Regions from separate parts of the Mus musculus genome. Here regions 1, 2, 3 and 4 are each linked to region 5. The links are chromatin contacts, called in public HiChIP or PLAC-seq maps. All regions are on one chromosome and are shown on one strand. The core of a region is the stretch at or near the end of the contact, and the rest is flanking DNA. Distances in the headings are between cores, read along the strand shown. Region 1 holds the start of Foxq1 (forkhead box Q1). Region 2 has its middle 26 kb from the start of Foxq1. Region 3 holds the start of Foxf2 (forkhead box F2). Region 4 has its middle 51 kb from the start of Foxq1. Region 5 has its middle 55 kb from the start of 4930401O12Rik.

Evidence for each region. HiChIP or PLAC-seq counts read pairs in DNA pulled down with a chosen protein or histone mark.
Region 1: a contact with region 5 is called in an HNF4G HiChIP or PLAC-seq map of pancreatic cancer cells. The contact joins the promoter of Foxq1 here to the enhancer-like site in region 5. A contact is called at or near these places in 3 of 39 promoter capture datasets (embryonic stem cells, hippocampal neurons and liver), 3 of 484 Hi-C or Micro-C datasets (bone marrow-derived macrophages, embryonic stem cells and rod photoreceptor), 10 of 115 datasets of contacts at active chromatin or transcription factors (craniofacial prominence, embryonic forebrain, embryonic hindbrain and 6 more) and 5 of 9 other capture datasets (adipose tissue, embryonic stem cells, liver and 2 more).
Region 2: a contact with region 5 is called in a FOXA1 HiChIP or PLAC-seq map of pancreatic cancer cells. The contact joins two enhancer-like sites. A contact is called at or near these places in 1 of 15 datasets of contacts at CTCF or cohesin (the NIH/3T3 cell line) and 2 of 115 datasets of contacts at active chromatin or transcription factors (hepatocytes and pancreatic cancer cells).
Region 3: a contact with region 5 is called in a FOXA1 HiChIP or PLAC-seq map of pancreatic cancer cells. The contact joins the promoter of Foxf2 here to the enhancer-like site in region 5. A contact is called at or near these places in 1 of 39 promoter capture datasets (hippocampal neurons), 3 of 15 datasets of contacts at CTCF or cohesin (the NIH/3T3 cell line and large pre-B cells), 8 of 484 Hi-C or Micro-C datasets (the AML12 cell line, the Patski cell line, embryonic fibroblasts and 5 more), 12 of 115 datasets of contacts at active chromatin or transcription factors (bone marrow-derived macrophages, craniofacial prominence, embryonic forebrain and 9 more) and 3 of 9 other capture datasets (adipose tissue, embryonic stem cells and liver).
Region 4: a FOXA1 HiChIP or PLAC-seq map of pancreatic cancer cells shows a contact between it and region 5. The contact joins two enhancer-like sites. A contact is called at or near these places in 1 of 15 datasets of contacts at CTCF or cohesin (the NIH/3T3 cell line), 1 of 484 Hi-C or Micro-C datasets (liver) and 1 of 115 datasets of contacts at active chromatin or transcription factors (pancreatic cancer cells).

Annotation. Positions count from the first base shown.
Region 1 is chr13:31,556,496-31,560,987 of GRCm38.p6, forward strand. It overlaps Foxq1 (forkhead box Q1), which reads left to right and starts at 1,675. Exons shown (of 1, transcript NM_008239.4): 1 at 1,675-4,481. The coding sequence starts at 2,422. The coding sequence ends at 3,624.
Region 2 is chr13:31,529,734-31,534,346 of GRCm38.p6, forward strand. No RefSeq gene overlaps it. Among named protein-coding and RNA genes, the nearest start is that of Foxq1, 26 kb to the right of the region's middle. Within about 2 kb of position 1,613, at least 30 of the 459 cell types and tissues checked have an H3K27ac peak or open chromatin away from gene starts, as enhancers often do. A contact at or near this core is called in pancreatic cancer cells, where this site is marked.
Region 3 is chr13:31,622,843-31,627,378 of GRCm38.p6, forward strand. Foxf2 (forkhead box F2) reads left to right here and starts at 2,974. Exons shown (of 2, transcript NM_010225.2): 1 at 2,974-4,414. The coding sequence starts at 3,238.
Region 4 is chr13:31,504,346-31,509,099 of GRCm38.p6, forward strand. No RefSeq gene overlaps it. Among named protein-coding and RNA genes, the nearest start is that of Foxq1, 51 kb to the right of the region's middle. Within about 2 kb of position 2,311, at least 45 of the 459 cell types and tissues checked have an H3K27ac peak or open chromatin away from gene starts, as enhancers often do. A contact at or near this core is called in pancreatic cancer cells, where this site is marked.
Region 5 is chr13:31,184,299-31,188,717 of GRCm38.p6, forward strand. No RefSeq gene overlaps it. Among named protein-coding and RNA genes, the nearest start is that of 4930401O12Rik, 55 kb to the right of the region's middle. Within about 2 kb of position 3,088, at least 20 of the 459 cell types and tissues checked have an H3K27ac peak or open chromatin away from gene starts, as enhancers often do. A contact at or near this core is called in pancreatic cancer cells, where this site is marked.

The DNA of each region.
Region 1 (4,492 bases), core at 425-2,924, 370 kb after region 5:
AACAGTCAGCTTAATAGGGACGAGGAATAGGCATTTCCTCGCCTAACCAAGATCAAGGTAAGGAGAGTATCTGCTGCAGCTAGTGAGAGGTGGTGACGGATGAAGTGCGGGACTGGCAGTGAGGTGGACTGGCAGTGAGTGGATTAGCAGCCACTGGTGTTCCTAGGCCTGGAATCTCCCTATTGCCTATTGCCTATTGAGTCTTAACCCTCCTAAATGTATCTCCTCCATAAAACAGGCACGCTGAGTTCAAATAAGGACAACCTTCATTAACAATGTCTTTTATCCCTGGCCAAATCAATGCTTTGTCACCTTGCACTGGGCTAATTCTCATCCCAACGCACTCCCCTGGCCAGGACCTAGGGACCATCCATTTGCGGGCAGGAGCTAAGAGGAACCCCTTGAAAGAGGCTGTTTTTCGAGGCTGGAGGAACGCACCACGTGGTAAACAGTTACTCCCTGCATACTACAAAACATCAGATTCCTGCTGGCTGTCAAGATGCCCACTGCATTCTGAGCGCCTTTACGGCTTCTTGACTTAAGAGAAGAGAAGCTTGTGTATGCTTTCCACACAAATGGTGGAAAGTAATAAAATAAACTTCAAACATGCTCTCCCACATAGTCGCAGCCTCAACATTATTCGCAACAAAAGCAGGAAGAAGGAGGAAGCTGGCGTGGTAGGCATAGGGTCAAAAGTGCACCCTTCCTAGTGCAAGGCCCCTTTCCTTGGAGAACTGACACAGAGTTGTCAGGGAGTCGGAGGAGTTGCAGAAGAGGCCTCCTTTCCTGTTTGACACCCGTGCCACTAAAGCCAAGGCAAGTTCTAGAGCACAGTTGCAGACAAATAGCGATAAACACGCCTTGCCTTTGCCTCATGCCCCAAGGAACACACATCCTCCCGTGATTCTTGTTGATTGCTAGACCCGGGCACTGCATGGCTGTGGGCAAAGCCCACGTCACAAGACTTCGGAAGGGACTCAAGGCAGGCAGAGCCGGGCACCTCTCTTGCAAAGCGGCCTCCCGGTAAAAGTATGGGGCGTTGCCTCCTTCCCCCCAGAGCCTCCAGCCAGGTATGACAAAATAAAAGTGAAAGTCGGAAGCCGGCTAAGAAACAAGAGGCACGATCAACCAAAAAGAATCATAGAATTTCAAGCTCGTGGTTTTTACTTGTTACAAGGGGTAAAGTTGGCCATAGAGAGGAAGTAAGAGGAAGGGCACGAAAGAGGTCAATGCAAAGGCTGTTCCACGGGGTGTCTGCAGTTCAGCGATTCAATTATCACCAGGGATTTCCTTTCCTAAGAATATTGGCTCTCCTTGCCAAAAAAATCCGCAGGCTGCACGCAGCGCGCAGCTCAGGACGGCGGCCAGACCTATGCAACCAGTCCCTCGGCCTAAGCCCTTTTAGGTGTCTCTCTGGAGCGTCCAAAAAGTGTCAGCTCTACCAGGTATAGGAGAGCAATCGTCTTGGTGAGTCCGGGGGGCGCAGAAACCCACTCGGTGGCCGCGGGAAGCCAGAAGCTCCTACCTGCGCAGCGGGGCGGGCGGGGCAGCCGCACAGGCGCGCACACTCGCGCGCACACCCTAGCCGTGCGCTCGCTCCCCATTGGCGAGACCGAAAGGGCGGGGCCGGCCAGACCCAAAACAAACAACCTGCGCCCGCGGAGACTCTGTGGCCGCGCCGCCGCGTGGCCTCGGCCTGATGAACGCCTTGGGGGGAGCCGCGGCCACCTCGGCCACCTAGTTCCCCCACCCCCTGGCCGTGGGCGCCCAGGCCCCGCCCGCGCGGAGCCGCCGCAGGGTTATATTGGGCCGGACCGAAGGTGGAGGCGAGATTCTGCTGCGGCCGGCCAGCGCGGACATGCTGCCCGGGAAGCCGGGGGTGGCAAGGCGGCTGCGGGTGCGGCGGCCTCGAAGACTCCTTTCTATGGGCTCTCGAGGCTGAAGACGTCCTATCCTCAAAAGTAGCGGGTGCGCCAGCAGACGTCAGGTCGGTGCCTGAGACCTAGACATCCAGCGAAGGAACACTTTTGGACGCCCAGACCGATAGCATAAGCGCCGGCTCGGTCCTCCCAGCACGAAATCCTAAGGCTGGTGTGTCCTGGCCCCCGCTTCGCAGGGTGGCCCCTCATTCCTCGCTTGTCTTCCGCTCAAAGTCTCTAAACCTCGGAGTAAGGACAGCACTGCACCAACTTCTATCACTCCACTCCTCACTTCACCCAACAATCAAAACCCCTCCCAAAAAAAATCCCAGCGGAGGAGAACCTTTCGGAAAAGCGTCTCTCTCGGAAAGACGCAGGAGCGGTCCCTCCCAGGAGAAGACAGACTCAGCGGGCCACGGGATCGCCACTCCGGGCGCCACTCGCTTCCTACGACCTCGCAGGAAAGGGGTAACTGTGCCGGACTGGAAGCACCAGCGCCGGCATGAAATTGGAGGTGTTCGTCCCACGCGCAGCCCACGGGGACAAAATGGGCAGCGATCTGGAGGGGGCCGGCAGCAGCGACGTGCCATCTCCACTGTCCGCGGCTGGTGACGACTCCTTAGGCTCAGACGGGGACTGTGCAGCCAACAGCCCGGCGGCGGGCAGCGGCGCCGGGGATCTGGAAGGTGGCGGCGGCGAGAGGAATTCGAGTGGCGGGCCGAGCGCCCAAGACGGTCCGGAGGCAACTGATGACAGCAGAACGCAGGCCTCCGCGGCAGGGCCGTGCGCGGGCGGCGTGGGCGGCGGCGAGGGCGCGCGCAGCAAGCCGTACACGCGGCGGCCCAAGCCCCCATACTCCTACATCGCTCTCATCGCCATGGCCATCCGCGACTCCGCGGGCGGACGCCTGACACTGGCCGAGATCAACGAGTACCTCATGGGCAAGTTCCCCTTTTTCCGGGGCAGCTACACGGGCTGGCGCAACTCCGTGCGCCACAACCTCTCGCTCAACGACTGTTTCGTCAAGGTGCTGCGCGACCCCTCGCGGCCCTGGGGCAAGGACAACTACTGGATGCTCAACCCCAACAGCGAATACACCTTCGCCGACGGGGTCTTCCGCCGCCGCCGCAAGCGCCTCAGCCACCGGACCACAGTCTCCGCGTCCGGGCTGCGGCCGGAGGAAGCCCCACCCGGACCTGCCGGGACCCCGCAGCCCGCGCCCGCCGCCCGCTCCTCCCCGATCGCGCGCTCGCCGGCTCGCCAGGAGGAGCGCTCCAGCCCTGCGAGCAAGTTCTCCAGCTCCTTCGCCATCGACAGCATTCTCAGCAAGCCTTTTCGCAGCCGCCGCGACGGCGACTCGGCTCTGGGGGTGCAGCTACCCTGGGGCGCCGCTCCCTGCCCGCCGCTGCGCGCCTATCCCGCGCTCCTTCCCGCGGCGCCCGGTGGCGCTCTGCTACCGCTCTGTGCTTACGGCGCAAGCGAGCCTACGCTGCTGGCGTCGCGCGGGACCGAGGTGCAGCCCGCGGCGCCCCTTCTGCTGGCGCCCCTCTCCACCGCGGCTCCAGCCAAGCCATTCCGAGGTCCGGAGACCGCCGGCGCGGCGCACCTGTACTGCCCCCTACGGCTGCCCACGGCCCTGCAGGCGGCAGCGGCCTGCGGTCCCGGTCCGCACCTGTCCTACCCGGTGGAGACTCTGCTAGCTTGACAGGAGCTCTGTGCTCAGCAGAAGGGGTGCTGAGCAGGGTGGAGTTGGGGGCGCCTTTTGTTGAGGAGGTTGGAATGTGGGCTCTAGGGCTGTGCACTTTCCACTTTCCGGAGGAATAGAGTTTTTCTTTTTTTCAACTCTCCATCAAATGTGCCTTAAAGTTAAGCATTTTGACCCAAGTGTTTTAACTTAGTCCAGAATAGTTTCCTTTGTCTTTTGTAACTTTACAGAGGATCAAAGCCGTTCTTTTCCATTTCTTGGCCAGGCCTGTACTCTCCCGCATAGAGGCTTTCCTTTCCCTCCTATTTGCGTCACGCCTTCCACTGATTTACCTTCCCCACCCATAAAAAAGAAAAAGAAAAATACATCAGGGAACCACTCCATGGGGTAAATGATGACTACTGTTTGGGGTTTTGAGACCCCGCTGTGTAAATGTGTGTCTTTCACAGGAGTGACTGCTGCGTGTAAGAGAGCTGTCAATCAAACTTATGGTCATTTTCTTTGCTAACAACCAATGCTTCACTGTGCCAAAAAAAAAAAAAAAGAGGGAAATGTTGTTGGGTTTTTGTAATTAAATTATTTATATATTTTTGAAACCTGAATTGAAATGTTGCAGGCAACGGCTACAGCTTTATTAGTGGTTACCTAACTGTGGTCTTCTTGGGCCAAGCAATTTCTTTAAAGGAAAAGTTAGCATTATGTTTGTGGGGTGCCAGGGCCGCCACCACGAGAAACCGTGTGATTTTTATTTTAATATTATTTGTGTCTGTGTATATATTTGTATATAAATTTTATGAACCCCAGGCATACTGCTTGTTTTTTTAAAAAAAAATAAAACTCAAAATTGATCTACAAAACACTTTGTGAT
Region 2 (4,613 bases), core at 363-2,862, 340 kb after region 5:
TGTATTTTGATAAACTGAAGCTTTCCAAAGGACCCGTGGGTGCCTCTGTGGTTCTAAGTGACAGAACTAATATTGAACTCTAACCCTCCTATTTGAGCCCAAGCTCTGGATCACCAGGATTGATTAGCATCAAGCCTAGACTTCATAGAATAACCCAGAAAACCCACCGCAGGGCTTCTGTTCATAACTTCTGTATTTGGCCATAAGTCTTGAAAACTTCCTTTAAATGCTTCAAAACAAAATTCGTAAGTCCCCTTCCGTGAAAGGTAAGACCCTCTGCTTCATGTTCCTACACACCGGTTCACATCTTCTGGAACCATCTACACGATCCCAGTATAATCATAACCCAAAGGAGATGCTATTGTCCAGGCTCAGAGCTGGCCTGCCTCTCATCCCCCTGTATCTGGTTAGAAATGACAGTGTGTCCTTTCCCCACCTGCCAGGCCACTCCTTCTTGGATGTTCCAATCTCACACTGATTACACACTTCACGGAAGCTATACACATTTATGCCCACAGTATCTTCAAGGATTCATGGATGATTCTCCCTTCTTGATTCCTCACACCAGACTCTGAACATAACAGCCAGCATGCACTAGTCAGACTTGAACAGGACCTCACTCACTCCTGTATCCAGAAACATGAGGCTTATTAACTCTAACAGTAAGAGACTTGTTCTTAATGTGTTAAGAATATTGCTTATTCTTATTGCTTATTATTCTTATTGTGTTAAGAATAATGTGTTATGAATATTGCTTTGGACACATTCACCACCCAGGGAAACCTGCACATCAGCAGACAGGCTAAGGATAGCTCAGTGTGGCTGCAGGAACTTTCTCACCTGTCACCTCTAGAAACAGGCTAACAGGTTGTTCCTTTAAGAATGCCTCTAATGATTTTATGCTTTGGGTCCTAAAGCTGGGACATGAGTCCCTGTGGGGACCTTGCTAAGCTACTTTTGAAAAGACTGGTTCCGTTTGTCCATCCAATCATCTGTCATGGAGCCAAACCTGGAATGTTTGCTCAGAGCATGTGTTATGAACTACTAAACACACATTTGCATACTGTTGAATCTCACCCAGAAGTTGTTTCCCATGAAGGGGGCTCTGGACAAGATGTCTGCAGTACCCTAAAATCCATGTTACTAACTTGCTAGTCTTCATTGAGGTGATATCAGGGAAGGCCACCTTGGGAGGTGATAGTCATGAGAATGGAACCTTACTAGTTGAGCCTTATAATAGGGACTCTAGTGAGCTCTCATGCCTTCTTTCCATTCTGTGAAAAGAAGAAGGCAGCCTGTATATTGGGGAGCAAGCCCTCACTGTACTGGACATAGACCACACTGTAACGAGCCTTAGGGTTCTGGGCAATACAACTCTCTTGTTAATAGGCCACTGGGTATGGTGTTTAGTTGGAGTAGCCCACACCAAAGCAGCAAAGACATCTGACTTGTGCCTCTTACAGCTCACCTGGGGAAAGAAGTCTATTCATAGTTAGTTAAATGAATTAAGCAGATGAATGAGGAGATACGCGGTGGAGTGACACAGAGATATGCAAACAAGGACAGTAACCTTAAGAGCAGTTGCCCAACTCATGTTTAAGATAAACAAAGGACTGTTGACTGCGAACCCTGGGAAATATTCTGTACAAAAATCCGATACTCTGCTCTTATCTGTTTTCCCCTCCTGCTGTCTGGAATGTGGACAAGTTGACTGTAGCTCAAGCATCCAATCTGGATTGGGATATATGGGAAGTAGACCAGAAAGCAGGAGCCTAGGTCTTTCCGGCTTAGAGGCACAACCATAGTCAGTCTGGGTTGTTTCCTTTCACCTTGTTGGGGGGGAGGGGGGGGACAAATGTTTTGGGTTGGGCCCATTGTTAATTTGGGCTTCTAGCTACTACCAGGAAGGATTGTTACTAATCTTGTTGCTGCCTGATATCAGTAACACTGTGGACTACTGCTTTTTCCCTAAATTAAATATTTGTCATCTGCCGAGTCATGCTGATTAGTGGGACAACAGAGGCTACTCCGCAGTCTGGGGCATTCCTGTCCTCCACACCACATTTCGCCCTGGGTGGGGGGTGACCACAATAGAAGGCAGGACATTTTGCAGCTGAATAAGCAAACGGTCCAATCCGTCTCGTTTCTGTTCTGGTTTCTCAGGGCCTATTTCTGGCTTTTGTTCTGCACCATTAAATACTAATGAAAACTCCATCAATCTTCTGGCCCACACAGAACCCAGAACTCTACCAGCCAGGGCATCTGTCTCTTTGCTGAAGCAATAGAAACAGTCACAACGACACACTCTCCCCGCTAATGACAAGGCACATTTTTTTTTCAAATGACTGACTGCATTTAGTAGGGTTTCCTCCCCCACACAATTCCTGCTATTTCTAACACAGATCAGAAGATCAGGGTATTCTGGGAGGACACAGAGCCCTCTTTGGCCACAACTCAGATCACTTGAAGCTGACTCTCGGAAACTCTGTGAATCTCGGTCGCCAGTGCCTTCTGCTTCCTGAATGCTGGAAGCAAAAATTTTGTAAAACATTGTTGTTCTAAGCAAACTACCTTAAGTTCCAGAACACCTACACTCTTAAAGGAAGGAAGCCACAAAAGGCCCTGCTCTCAGGTCCCCAGACAATAGCCACAGAACTTTTCTCAGGATTTTATGTAACACAGTTAATCTGTACTTAAAATCTAAATTCTTACTGTGTATTACATTGTAAGTGTTTAAATGTAAATTTATGAGTCACAGTAATCACTGTGGATATAGTCATTACTTGCTCCTAAGGGCCCTTTTCACTCATTGTAACACAAAATATGGCAGTAAGTGGGTAACATGAAATCACACTGAAGTAGTCCAGACTGAACATGAATGCTTGCTGAGATTCATGCAAAAATTCTAAGTCTCTATCAGATTTTGTTTTTTTTTTTCTAGATGTTAAAGCAGGACAGTATTTTAGCAGAAGGAGACAAATTTCTATATGGTCCTTCCAACTACTGGCTGTTCTCACAGCAGAAATGGGCATAGAATGCTCACATCTGTGCCACTCAAGCAACAGAGTGAGATGCCACTTGTAGGATGCTCAGAACAAGCCACAATAGTTTTGCTGCAGAGCCAATGCTGGATTCTAAGTCTGCACTGAGCATCTACAGTGTGTGACTCGGGAGTAGGGAAGCACTGCGTTGCCAGTTAGCCATATGTTCTAGATACTGAGAAGAAGGCTGTACCCCGACCTCACATCTAGATTAAATAATAAATAGGCTTTCAGAATCAAACAAGCACTTAATAATAAAAATACATCTCTGTTCCATACCACGTGCTGAACATACACATAAACCATCCATGGGTGGAGGTATTAGGATCTTTAGTATACAGATACAAGCACAGACGTGGTGATTGATAAAGCAGAAAGCTCAGGAAAAATCCAGAGCCGCAAGGCTAGCAGGAAGAACCAGCCCACAGACCACTGTGGAACTCTCCAGTCCAGACAGCCCAGCAGGGGCCTACAGCACTAGTGACAGAGGTGCTTTGACACTCCATACAATCAAGTGTCAGACAGCGGTGTTAATTATAAACAGCCCCAGGAAAGAGGAGAAATTGCAAGGCATTTAACAGAAATAATGAAGAGGCAAATTTTGGGAAACCTAAAACAAACAGGCAAGGAGAACTTCTCCAAGTGGGTTCATTTCTGCCTTTGAATTCTAGCTTTTAGGATCCTCTGAGCATTAAACAAGGCTTCCTCGTCTGCTAAAGACAAAAGGTGGCTGACAATGGTCTTGTGAATGTACACAGTGCTTTATAAGCAGAAGTTTCCCGTGTTTATCAGGTTCTAAAGTGACCTGCCTGCTGAAAAGGTTAAGGACCTGCTCCAGACATCCCCTGCTGAGAGTCAGAGGGCCTCTCCCAGGCAGTCTGCTCCTTTGGGAGCCCTGAAGCCAGTTACTCTGGGAATGGAACAATGTGGACTTCAGCTGTGTGCAATGGCCGCAGTACCCCTAACTGGGCGGTGGGCTGGGGAAGCAAAAAAGTTGAGGCCAAACTTGCCAGAACACAGGAAGAAGGCAAAAGTCAGATTGCTGACCTCCTAGCCTGGTGTTTCACTCCCTCCCAGACACAAGAAAAAGGCCAAGGCTAAAGGTGATGCTGCAGCCACACCACCTTCACCTGCATCCTGCTCTGCCTCAGGCCTCTCTCCTTCCTGCAGTGACTACTCACAGTCCCTCAACCTTCTACACAGGACCCCAAAATGTTTCATGCCAGTGGTGGTGCTGTACGAAGTGGGAAGGCAGATCAATGCATCCTGGGATCCCCTTCCTTCAACTTATTGAGTTCCCAGCAGCCTCCATGAAGTCTTTAAGAGAGAACAGAGTGGACAAGAGTAGCCGACTTAGAAGAGATCTGAGTCATTACATGGTGACCTCTTCTTAATTTTTTTTTTGTTACACCCTGAGAGTGTGTGTGTGTGTGTGTGTGTGTGTGTGTGTGTGTGTTATTTAAAAATGGGGCACCTAGGCAGAAGAGCTAAGAGTTTAATTGCTTAAGAGTACTAGTTGCTCTCCCAGAGGACCCTGGCTCCATTCTCAGCACCCTCGTGGCATCTCACAAC
Region 3 (4,536 bases), core at 1,724-4,223, 440 kb after region 5:
CCCCAAGAACAAGAACAAGTTTTGGAGATCTCTTCCTGCCCAAGAGCTCACCACGAAGCTCCCTGTCTTTCTGGAGTTGGGGCAGGTGTGGGGGTTGGGGGTGGAGGTGGTGGGGACCGGTATACTAGAACAAAGGCTTCAAGTTTGCATACTTTGCCTTGTCTACTGCAGACTACAAGAGTCATTTCTTACAAATTCAGAGAATCTTAGTAACATGTGATCAATACCTGGATGATAAAAGGACTCGTTTAAAACCTTTTATAACAGAGATTAAAAATACGTAGAAATTAAAAAAAAAAGAAAAACCTTGTAAAAATCTCAGGTACCCCTTAGAAAAGAACTCAGTGGCTCCCAAACTGAGAGCTAATGATGTGGAAGGTTATCAAACCTTGCCTTGGTTGTAAAAGGCTTAGTGCCTTCATTCTCTTCAGACCTAAAACTTTTAAGGCCAGTATTTAAAAGCAAGTACCATGCGGGAGTGAGAGTCGTAGAGTCCCCGGGTGCAGGAAACAGAACAGGTGGAGAGCTGGCTGACCACAATACTGACTTCATACAAGTTTCTCAAACGTGTAGCCTGCCTACAAAACAGCATGCCTCCCCTCCTCCCCACTCTTCTTCCAGAACCAATGTTTTCCCCACTTCCATACACACTCACTTGAAAACACTTTTACCAACACCGAAGTCTGCCCACAAAGCTCCTTTGGGCCATTTCCTATCCTCACCCAAGTTCCACCTCATCTAAGCAATTCTTTTCAGACACGTAGAACTTTGGTTTATTGAGCACATATTTGCTTCCATATTAAGTCTCATAAAAAAAAATTAGACCAGGCAAGATGACAAAGGGAAGGCGGGGATCAGCATGAAATAAATGGGGACTTGTCCCCCAAATGTTCACTAGTCAGTCAAAAAGAAATTCTTAGAAAGTCGAAACATCAACCCCCCCCCCCCCAACCCAAGCAAAACATCCCTTCCGGAAAAGAGCGACTTGTTTCTTTCTTTTTTTTTTTCTTTTTTCTTTTCCTCTCTTGAAAATGAGAGGTCCACTCAGTTCTGCTCAGCGGTGTTTTCTTAGCTGACTCTGGGCTACAATCGGGCCATTTTCGGACACATTCCCATGTAGGTACCAGGGGTGCTCTGGAGGAAGCTGTCGACGCCTGTTCAGCTAATTTAGGTTTTCTTTGTCTAATTACTGTGGAGCTTAGGGAAAAGGAGCCGGGCTCAGGGCAGTAAACTGACACTCGGGCTCTGTGTGTGGTATCCAGGCAGGGTTTGATGGAAAAAGCCTGCTTCCACTCAACTCCAGGTCACTGTCTGGGGCCAGCCCCCTCCCCCCCCCCCTGCACCCGCCCTTTCCTCTGTTCCTCAGACCCACCAACAGTCTCCATCAGGGGCAGTCCCCATGCACTAGGGCACAGAGCTGGTGCAGGCTCCCCCACCCCCAGGAGGCCAGACCCCACTTGCTCAACCAGGCTCTTTGTAGCATCTTTACTGGGCCCTGCACTCTCCTCTCTGCCTTGTCTCCCATCTTCCCAGGCTTTCTGCGTACACAACACAAACCCAGTCCTCTCAGGGCTGGCGCAGTGCTGTGCCTACCATTTGCTACTCTGATGGGCATCTCCTTCCCTCTGGGCCAGGCCACCAGCCCTGGTGTGGTCAGGCCTCCTTCAGCTTGCAACTCGCTTTGCAGCCCCTGTCCGGGGTCAGACTACATTTCCCCGCACGTGTAATCCAATAACTAACTGTCGGGTCTCATTGGAATGATTTCTCCCGAGGGCCATCTCTCTCTGAGCCGACTCTTACTTAGAGGAATAAGCCACAACTGGAGGAGTGTTCTCGAATGGAGGGAGCTGGGCCACGGAACATAGGGAGTGGGGGGGGGGTGCACCGGAAGACAGACGCTGTAAACCCACTGGCAGCTGTGCAGACCTTCCTTGTTGATAATAAATACAACTATCTCCTTACTCAGGGTCTCTCTTGCTCTCTCTCAGCATGAAGTGGAAATGACAAGTCAGTGGAAAATGGAAGCAAATAAAAAACCGAATCCATTCGACTCAAAAGAGTGTCTAAGAGGTGGCCCCAGGTTTCTCCACCCAAACCCCTTGCTCAGCTGACAATCTGTTCATAACTGCCCCGGGCACAGCTCAAGGGCGTCCAGTGTTTGCCCTCTGCTGTGACCTCTCAGAAGCCTGCATGTCCAGCCAGAGAGAGAGAGAGAGAGAGAGAGAGAGAGAGAGAGAGAGAGAGAGAGACCCGGAGTTGGCACGTTACCTTGGGACGTCTGGCACCCTGGCGTGTGGCTGAGGGCAGCACTGCCTAAATGAAGTTGACAGATGGTGTCAGTTCGGGCACTGGGGACCGTGGCTAAGGAAGCTCTTCCAGGGCACAGTCTCCCCAAGACTCAGCCCCCACAGGGTCCGGCGGGGGTGGAGGAGGGGCAGGGTGTGTCCGGGCACGGATCGCTAGGTTGGGGGCACTTCTGGGATAGGATACGGGCTGCTGGAAGGAACAGAGAATGAATTGCTGAAGTTAGGAGTAATCGAGTCTGGCCAAGGTTGGGAGTTCTCCCTGCTGAATGCGGGTGTATCTGCGGCTTTGAAGAGGACAGACTGGGAAAGGGAAAGAGCCCCGAGAGGAATTAGTAGTGCCAGCAGGACCCCGGAGAGTCCGGGAGGCGATAAGAGCAGGAGCCCGCCGCCAGGTCCAGAGGGGGAGGAGTGACGCGAGCCCTGTGCGCCCTCCCCGTGGCGGGCGGCGCGGAGCAAGGAGGGGGCAGGGCGGGGTGGGGTGGAGGGAGGGAGCGAGGGAGGGAGGGAGCGAAGCTGCCGCGGGGAGGGCGCGCCAGGGAGGAAGTCCAAGAGACAGAGAGAAGAGCACTCCTGAAAGAAGACGACGGGCTAGTCCCCGGGGTCCGGGCTGAGGTCTTGGCTCGAGGGCGCAGCTGTCCAGCTCTGGGCAGCGTCGCCTCAGTGGCTTAGGAGACGGTTGCGCAAGGAGCCGGCCGGAGGCTCGGAAGAGGGATGCGCGGGGCGTTGCCTCCGACCCGCCGCCGCCGCCGCCGCCCGAAGCCCCAGAGGAGCTGAGGGAGGCGACGCCGAAGCGCTGGCCCGCAGTGGCCCGGGCTGCAGCGCGGCCGGCGCAGTAGGGCACTCGCCCGATTTGTGGACCGACCCGGCTCCGGCGCCGCCGATCCCGGTCCGGGGTCCGCCCCCCAGGCCCGGCCTCGTTCCCGATTCCCAGATGAGCACCGAGGGCGGGCCTCCGCCACCCCCGCCGCGCCCGCCGCCTGCCCCACTCCGCCGCGCGTGCAGCCCGGCGCCCGGCGCGCTCCAGGCCGCCTTGATGAGCCCGCCACCCGCCGCCACCCTGGAGTCCACTTCGTCGTCGTCATCATCATCCTCTGCCTCCTGTGCCTCGTCCTCTTCTAACTCCGTCAGCGCCTCGGCCGGTGCTTGCAAGAGTGCGGCTAGCAGCGGCGGCGCGGGCGCCGGGAGTGGAGGCACCAAGAAGGCAACCTCGGGGCTGCGGCGGCCGGAGAAGCCTCCTTACTCGTACATCGCGCTCATCGTCATGGCCATCCAGAGCTCGCCCAGCAAGCGCCTGACGCTCAGTGAGATCTACCAGTTCCTACAGGCGCGCTTCCCCTTTTTCCGTGGCGCCTACCAGGGCTGGAAGAACTCCGTGCGCCACAACCTCTCGCTCAACGAGTGCTTCATCAAGCTGCCCAAGGGCCTCGGGAGACCTGGTAAGGGCCACTACTGGACCATCGACCCGGCCAGCGAATTCATGTTTGAGGAGGGTTCGTTCCGCCGCCGGCCGCGCGGCTTCAGGCGGAAGTGCCAGGCTCTCAAACCCATGTACCATCGCGTGGTGAGCGGCTTGGGCTTCGGGGCCTCGCTGCTGCCCCAGGGCTTCGACTTCCAAGCGCCCCCGTCGGCGCCTCTGGGTTGCCACGGTCAAGGCGGTTATGGTGGCCTCGACATGATGCCCGCGGGCTATGATACAGGGGCGGGTGCTCCGGGCCACGCGCATCCACACCACCTCCACCACCACCACGTCCCCCACATGTCGCCCAACCCGGGCTCCACCTATATGGCCAGCTGCCCGGTGCCCGCAGGTCCTGCGGGCGTCGGTGCGGCAGCGGGTGGCGGCGGTGGCGGCGGGGACTATGGGCCGGACAGCAGCAGCAGCCCTGTGCCCTCATCCCCGGCTATGGCAAGCGCCATTGAGTGTCACTCGCCCTACACTAGCCCTGCGGCACATTGGAGCTCGCCTGGCGCTTCACCTTACCTCAAGCAGCCGCCTGCCCTGACGCCAAGCAGTAATCCCGCGGCCTCTGCTGGTCTGCACCCCAGCATGTCTTCCTACTCGTTGGAGCAGAGCTACTTGCACCAGAACGCCCGCGAGGATCTCTCAGGTAATAAAGAGCGCCAAGGCTGGCTGCAAGCGGAGCCTCTGAGAGCCTCTGAGGGCCAGGGCTACTGCACCCTTGGTCCTCAACGCTGGGGTCTTCAGAACTAGAATGCTGGGGGTGGGGTG
Region 4 (4,754 bases), core at 1,061-3,560, 320 kb after region 5:
GAAACCCTGTCTCGAAAAACCAAAAAACCCAAAAAAAAAAAAAAAAAAAAGAATTGTAAACACAGAGCAAGCCGATCCAGAAGCTGGAGACCGCTGTGCTGTGCGCTGGTAAGCACCTTCTAAGTTCAAAGCATTGTCTTCGCTCAGCAACACAGTCCAGTGTGGTTTCTGTGGCTTCGTCACATACCCGAGAGCCATGGTCACTGCCACTGCCTGCACAGACAGAGAATCAGTACAGGGTATACTGATTGCCCCTGGTGCTTGTACCTCTGTGAAGCTGAGAAACCATGATCCCAGGCCAGGTGGGGGAGGGGGGAGCTTTATTCACAGACCAGGAAATCAATTCCCCTGGGTCAGGTGGAAGCAGGCAATAAATAGCAAGGCTAGGAAAGTGTGGTATCTTAAATGAGAAAAACAACAACAAAACCAAAAGACAAAAAAATAAAATAAAATAAAAAATAAAATAAAATAAAATAAAATAAAAACAGTGGCCCAGAGGCCAAATCAGAGCACTGGACTTGGGGGTTCAAACCTCAAACTCTGTGTTATATGTAGCCCTGTGAGTGGGCCTCCTCATCTGAAAGAATGGCAAATTGAACCCCACCCCCACCCCAGCCCTGCACTGTAACTTCATACCCTTTCCTTTAAAGAGAACTTTCTTGTCCGGCGTATAGTTTAATTGCCTAGCATGTTCGAAAGCCAGGATACAGACCCAACCACTGGAAAACAAAATCCAGAAGCGTCTCAGACGCTTGCGAATCTGATCGTTCTCTCCACTCCATAAGTAATAGCTGCTCTGGTTTCCAGCGTACGTATCTCCTGGTATAGGTCCTCTCCCTCAGAATGCAGAGCTCTGCCCTGCACAGTTCCTAAACTCTGTGCGCACTGGCTAGATTAGTGAGCACTGACACTAAGATGCAGAGCTGACCGACTTGATGCTCCGTAGGAATGGCCGCTCTGTTGCCTAAGGAGCTTCACCAACCTCCAATCTCCAGGAGCTTTGTCACTTGGTCACTTATCTCTGTCTCATAGAGCAGGAAACCGAGGGACAAATTAGCTCAAGGAAGGTCAGGCTGCAAAATATGGAGCAAAGCCAGATTCTCGCCATGAACACCGATGCTTTGCTGCCTCCTCAAATGCCAGAAAAGTTAGCAGGTGATGACGGTAAGAACAGAATCAGTACTCCACATCAAAGGGCCCAACCACACTCAAGGCTCCCCCAAACCCCAGATCAAAACCACTGAAGAGAAGAAAAATGCCTCTGTCCCACGCATGCGCAGTCTTTCTCAGCCTGCACTCCAATGCAATTCAGGTTAAGTGTTGTTCCCTTGCTTTTCACCGATACGGAGATGAGTGACAAGCAAGACGGGAAGTAAAGTGTGTGAGTTTCCCAAACTATGTCATTTTCTAGAAGGTTTGGTGTCCACGGGAATCCTAGAACCACTTCCCCTCCCTACACAAAGACACAGAGAGTGTCCTTAAGACCTGAGCAGATTCCACCAGAGTTCCCAGTAGCTCAGCCTACCAAGGCTCAAATGCTGTGAACAAGGAGAAAGTTCAAAAAGTATAGGTACCGGGGCTCCCTGAATTCCATCCACTTCCTTCTGTGTTCCGTGCCTCCGGGATGCACAGATCTGTCCTTCTGTGTAGGAGGCAACAGCCAGGACTCCATTTTGAAAATAAGTCTGTATGGTGAAGTTTGTTACATCCAAACACAGTTCAGTTACTTATCTGGAAGAGCTGAAGCCCAGTGTCAGCAGAAGACTTTATGATTCTTGCTGTAGAGCATCACACACGACTGTAGAGTAATACTATGATGGAGGCATCAATATCAACTCCTTTATAACATGCCAGAGAAATGAAGGCTCAGAGAGGTCAAGAAGCTTGAACAGGTGAGGTCACACAGCCAAGTGGAAGAGCTAGGGTGTGAATCCAAGAGTCCACCCCGGAGCTGGCATGCCATGCTCACCTCTGCTTTTTCTATGCCTGGCCTGGAATCAGAGACAATAGAATAGATGGCAGTAGCCACGGAACCCAGGCACCTTGTTCTGAGCCTCTGTGTATAAAGTAGCAGAGAACTCTTGGCTCTGTACCAGAAAGGTGAGCTGAGGGTGAGAGGGAGTTGTTTGTGTAGATTCAGCGTTAGGACAGCTTTAGCCAGGCCTCCAGCTGACACATAGGTGAAGAAGGTCAAAACAATAACAAACATCCTTGGTCTGAGATCACAGGAATTGCTTAATTACACACTGCATTGTGTTATTACAGTGTTCGGTCTGGTCTCCTGTTCACCAGCTCCCGCTGCCTCCCTGGGTGTGGCCTGCAGAAACTTGCGGTTTGCCAAAGGGTTTCCATGTACAATCAGGTTCTCTGGCCTCAACAGTGGGCTGACCTGGCAGAGAACTGCCACAAAAGCCATGGCCAGTGATCTAGAGCTGGACATAGGAGCCCAGGTTGGAATGCAGAGGGGACTTGGGCAACTCTCACATCATTCCCTGCCCAAATGCCACTCTCTTTTATTTTCTTTCTAAACAAAAATCATCACTTTTTGCGTTGCTTGGTTGCTCAACAAGGAAAGAGGAACTGTTTCTCTTCCTTATCGTTTGCTGTTTACATAGTGCACAGAGGCAGCGTCTGGATAGAATCTGTGGGAAGTCCCGTGCTGAACTGGAAATTCTGGCTTCTTAAGTAATCTGTTGGTGAAATTTTGAGGATGAATAGATCATCTTTTCATTGGCTGTCAGTAGAATGTTCACGATTGATGAGGTGTGGGGTTTTGTTCTCAACCCTCTGTTAAAGAAGTGAGGTTATGATAATTTTTCTTTCTTTCTTTTTTTTCTGACACTGGACATTGAGGCCAGTGCTTTCTCAATACTGAGCTCTCTCCATCCTTAATTTGTACTCCCAGGCAGATGTCTTGGTTAGAAAATAACGTACTAATAGAAAACTAAATACAACAAAAATACAGCTGGGCGGTGGTGGTGCACGCCTTTAATCCCAGCACTTGGGAGGCAGAGGCAGGTGGATTTCTGAGTTTGAGGCCAGCCTGGTCTACAAAGTGAGTTCCAGGACAACCAGGGCTATGCAGAGAAACCCAGCCTCGAAAAACAAAAAAAAAAAAAAAAAAAAAAAAAAAAAAAAAAAAAAAAAAAAAAAAAAGAAAGAAAGAAAGAAAAGAAAACTAAATACAAGGACTTTAAACAAATAAGACACCAGTGGAGTTTGGTGACTCCTGGCAAAGATGTCACTTGAGTTAGTCGGAAGGAAAGGAGGCATGTGGCCTTAAGTATAAACTTGGTCCCTGTACTGGCTCTACTGGCTAGTTTTGTGTCAACTTGACACAGGCTGGAATTATCACAGAGAAAGGAGCTTCAGCTGGGGAGATGCCTCCATGAGATCCAGCTGTAAGGCATTTTCTCAATTAGTGATCAAAGGGGAAGATCCCCTTGTGGGTGGTGCCATCTCTGGGCTGCTAGTCTTGGGTTCTATAAGAGAGCAGACTGAGCAAGCCAGGGGAAGCAAGACAGTAAAGAACATCCGCCCATGGCCTCTGCATCAGCTCCTGCTTTCTGACTTTCTTTGGTGGTAACAGCAGTGTGGAAATGTATGCTGAATAAACCCTTCCCTCCTCAACTGCTTCTTGGTCATGATGTTTGTGCAGGAATAGAAACCCTGACTGAGACAGTCCCCTTTTAGTCTTCTTGTCTCTTTTTAGACAGTGTCTCACTCTGAAGCCTAGGCAGGCCTCCTACTCAGTGATTCTCCAGCCTCAGCCTCCTAAGTGAGCCTCTGCGCTCAAGTTGGTACTGAACTTTTAAACACATGTTTTCTTGAATGTTCACCAATGGCAGAAAGAAGACAATCTTTTAATAGTTGCTTGCATTGGAGGATGAGACATCAAGGAGGGACAGAAAGACATTGTCACTGAAATAATGGAAAGGTCTTCAGATGAGAATCATGTTGCAGATACGCCATCACATTCCACTACTAAAGATTCATCCAGTGGCTGCATGTGTAATGGAGGGTACTGAAATGGCCTAACTTTTAAAGGAAGCTTTGAAATCTGTTTGCTCCGTATTGTGTGTGCTTCATTTAAAGTGCTATTTTTCTTCTTTTAATTAAAATTTTCTTCATAAATATATTCTGATTACAGTTTCCCTCCCTCGACTCCTCCCAGATCCTCCCCACTCATTTGACTCCACTTCCTTTCCTTTAGAAAACAAACAACAACGAAATCTTCAGTTGGTACCTGCTTGCAAAGTAAAGTGCCCACTTTTTAAATAGTAAACCTACAATTTCTTAGAGATAGGATGCTATGAAGAATAACCACACACACACACACACACACAAACACACGTGCATGCACAAGCCCAAAACAACAGAGTGTCGCCTAGGAGTGGGTAGGCCCTGCTAGGTTTCCATTTCTCCCACCAACTCCAAGTACAGCTTTCCCATAGAGCTATCCAGACTCAGGCTTTCCCACCTGCAGAATAGGCAGAACCTCTTGTCCCCATGGCTGTTCAGAGTGAGAACTCTGTTGTCCATTGTATTTTTGTCTCCGGCGGTTTGCTTTCAGCTGGCCCCCAGTGTGATGGTTGAGAGTATCTAATGGTTGAGAGTATCTGATGGTTGAGAGTATCTGATGTGGGTACACATGTCACCCTGCTCCTTTAGCTTCATTTTGGATAGCCTCAGCCAACAGGTCATTTTCTGCTTTGGCGAAGCACTAAGATAACCCAGTGCTCTAGGCGTGGGAA
Region 5 (4,419 bases), core at 1,838-4,337:
CCAGCTCCACTGTCCGTGGCCCTATATCCATCTCCCACAAGAGTACCATAGATCACACAATGTAATTTGGACTTTAAACCATGCCTCATCCAAAGCTATGTGATGTAATTTTGGGTGACCACATGATATTAAACACAGACAGAAGTTCAGGCTGCAAATTCTTAAAATAGTCTCTGATGCTAACAAGACCAGCTCGATGTTTAGTTTCCCCAGGATTGAGGGGTTCCTGGAGCTGAGGCACATCCTGTGATGAGACAAGGCCAGTCTCAGGGGGATCAGGATGAGTTGACTCACTACAAGATCACTGTCTCTGTATACTGCAAACATTTTACATAGTAAAAAGGAAGCCTAGGGTTAAATTCTCACAATGAACTCAAAGCAGGCAAGAATGTGGAAACAGCATCAACAGAATGTAATCATGTCTGCTAGCTTTAAGTAAATACACTTACTTTCCATGCCATCCATTTATCCATGCTCCTTCCATAATTCTCCCTCCACTCATAATCCACCTACCCAGCAGACCCCCTACCTGCTCATTCCAACAATGGCATTCCAGCTGTTTTGCTGGATCCAGAAGGAACAGCACTCCCTTCGGTCTCTGAGATTCTCAAAGCACTTGAGTGTGGATGACAGTTAACATCTACACTGCAGTGTGGGGAATCCCCTCTCTAGGCAGGCAGGCATACTTGCATGAGTAATTGCAGGCATGGCTGCATGCAGCCCCTTGCAGGTGAGATCTGGCTCTGTAATGAATGTGGGAAAATCATCTGCAGGGCCACGCCTCCTCACAGCTCTGCTTGAACAGACGGAGTCTTCTTCCAGATCCACAGCTGAGTGTGGCCTTTCACACATCAACCTCAATGCTGACCTTTCCTTTCACTTGCAGCTACTTTTGCTCAGTGGCTTTCTAACTCTACAGAAGGCCTAAGCCTCTTCCCCTGCGACTCAATAAAATGGTTCCTTTCAGCACATCCATTGATGTTTGATTTTTGGAGCACCCAACAAGCATTGCATACAAATTATGATGACTCTCTCGTGTACAATGAATGAAATGTTCGCAGAGAAGTTCGGCGGTTTGCCAACTTCAGAACTACAAAGCCAGAAAGCGTTGAGATCAGGGTCCCTACCCACATTCTGTACTCCTAGCAGCGACCAACCTACCAGCAGCTTCTATAGCCAGCGCTGCCATGGGAGAACAAGGCTTGTGTGATTCTGTTTGATAAAAATGTGCAGATGAAGGGGGTTGAGGTTGGAGTGTCTTCAGATGTCCGGTCAGTCCCCAGCTGTGGTTGACGTATTATAGTGTGGGAGCTACTGAAGCGTGCAGCCAGCAGGAAAACAGCTGTCAGAAGGGTGGTCACAGGGAGGACTGGAAAAAGCAGGACAAGCAAGTGGGTTATTCCAGAAACTCCAGGAGACCAGGGAGGCATGTCACATCTTAGAAGGTGTTGACAGGAATGGAAAGACCAGACAGAGCACAATACTCCAAAGCTCTAAAAATTTAGAAGCCAAGCAAGAGCCAGTACAGAAAGCCATCTTAATCCTTGATGAGTTGAAGAAGTGATGTTAAGAATAGGAGGAGCAAGGGCTGGCTCATGGCTCTTGCCACCTGTGTCTGGAGGGTGAGCAGTGACCCAGGGGTGGATACTCAGCAGAATGCTGCTCAGGGAATACTGTGAGGAAGGACTTGGGGTACAGACCATAGACAAGTCCAGAGAGAGAGAGAGAGAGAGAGAGAGAGAGAGAGAGAGAGAGAGAGAGAGAGAGAGAGAGAGAGCTGGTACCTGTTGCTGAATATAACCATTCAGAGATGAATGGCTGAAGAAAGAATATTAAGAATATTAGGCTCTGATGGAAGTTGATGCTGGGACCTCTTAGCACTGGCTTGCTTTCTATACTTGACTTTGAGAATTACTTCCAAAACAAAGCTTTGAAACGGTCACTGTCTTTTAGTGGGCACTCAGCCACACTTACTCATTGTATGGAGTCTTTAAGGCAAATCCTATCTCAGAGGAAGAGAGAGAGCCTGGAACACACCTCCTCTGTGTTCCTTTTGATTCAGGGAATGTTGGCCTTTATCAGTGAGACAGGTGAGTAGCTCTCCCGGGAGTCCCAAGGCTTTCAGTGATGATATTTACCTTCCTGTGTGGTTGGTTCAAAGCTGTTTGGAATGACTTCTTCATACAAGCAGAAGATGTCCCATTGCTTAATTCTAAATTAAAGTCAAAATAACACACACACACACACACACACACACAGAGAGAGAGAGAGAGAGAGAGAGAGAGAGACAGAGAGACAGAGAGAGAGAGACAGAGACAGAGAGAGAGACAGAGAGACAGAGAGACAGAGAGAGAGAAAGAACAGTGAGCTCTGTGACAATCTCTCCCTGCTCAGGATCAAACAAGGTAATGTGACAATGTGACTTGCCTTCCTTTTGAGCTCCTGGCCAAAATAACCCGAGAGTGGAGGCAGCTGATGTTAGTCACGTCTAATTAAAATTGTTCTGTACCATTTGGTTTCTAATGACGGCCGTTGCATATTTCCTACATAGTGGTTGGTCCATTTGCCTCAATCTGTCATCTAGTTTTCTCAATTAGTAGCAGTAATTACAACTCCAAAGTCAATAGCAGTATCAAAGCAAGGTTATGTAAACACCATAAAGTTATTAGGGATGAAAATAACTGCAGTCCTATTGAGATTACTCACAGTAAAAGAAGGGTGTGACATGAATCATTGAAGAGGAGAAGAATGGAGACTTTGAGGCAAAAGGGCAGCTGTATGGGGGCCAGAGGATGAGATGATACAGCAAGACTGCCCATGGGCTCTCAGGCCTTCTGCTTACAGACTACAGATACAAACAAGCCCAAGGGATCATGATGGGAGAATTCTGTACGTTTCTAAGTGATGAGCTGGTGAGCAGAGTTCAGCCTTGTACTCAGTGCTCTATCCTACAGGGGCAGAAAAGGAAATGGGATCCAGGACTGTAAGCAATGACTATAATCAATGATGTTGCTAATGAGTTTATATAAGGAGAGGAAGTAAGATTGTGTTGACCTACTCAACCGTTTACCCTTTCCTTGTGGGTGTTTCCTAATCAAATCAAACGTCAGCCCACACCCTAGGAGGGCAAAGAAAAGGTATTATTGTTGGGCCACTCCCTGTTCTATTTTTTTTTTCCAGAATGGACAGAGAATTTCCTGCTTTGGATTTATAAGTCTCTTTATTCCACAGGAACATTTAAAATGAGCAAAGGGGCCTTAGTTTGAGTTCTAGCTCTATGTCTGTGGCTGTCAGTCTGTCTATTATGTCTATATGCTATGTGTAGGCGCCAGTACTTATGCCTATATGTTAGACACATATCCCTACATATGACTGTCTAGTCACTGAGACAGCTATAACAGAACAATACACAGACACTTGCTTACACCAACAGTTTTGGAGGCTGAATTCCCAACATGGAGATGTTGGCAGGGTCAGGTCCTCGTGGGGTTTCTGTCCTTGGAGTTACATTTGAGCTCCTTTTTAATGAAAACTCATAAGGGCAAGAAGAGAGGGAAGGAAGAATAAGGGAGGAAAATAACATGAGCAAATTCTCTCTGGTATCATAGAAAGATGCTAATCCATCCCACTGGGAAGACTATACTGTCATCTCTTCATCTGTACAAGTTACTCCCAAAGGCCTTGTATCAAAACCTCTTCACATGACATGGAAACTTGGAACACAGTTCTGCCCACACAGATGATTAACAGAAATCCACCTCAATAGTGTAGATTAACATAACAGACTATTAGAACATTTCCTAGACGTTTAGCCTTCTCCAGTACAAAGTGATTGCATTAGTTTCTGGGGGGAAATTCTTATTGTCCATGGGAGCAAGGAAAATGTTTAAACAGGCTTTGAACGGACTATGCTTGAGAGTGGAATAGCACCCCCTTCTCCCAGATGACTTTCTGAAATGTGTTATCATTGTATGTTTGCTTCTGATGGAACTGGAATAAACCTATTTTTCCATCTCATCTAACTAGTATCAATCCTTAGCTCAGTTCATGCTGACTGTGCTCAGCCACCCTGTGAGTGTCCCAGGTGACCTCTGCAGCTATATGAGTGGTTAGCAGTGCCAATGAGGAGCTGGTAAGTTCACCATGAAGGCAGTGATCTTCCTTTTAAAAATTAAAAAAGAGAGTTATTTATTTTTACTTTATGTGTACGCCTTGGTGATATGTCTATGCATACCACCTGTGTGCAGTACTCGTGGAGGCCAGAAGAGGGAATCAAATTCGCTGGACCTGTAGTTACAAACAGTGGCCCTCTACTGTGTGGGTTCTGGGACTCAAACCCTGGAAAAGCAGACAGTTCTTTTAATAGCTAGTCATCTTTCCAGCTTCACTGCTCTTCATTTTGAGAAGTAGAAAAATTTC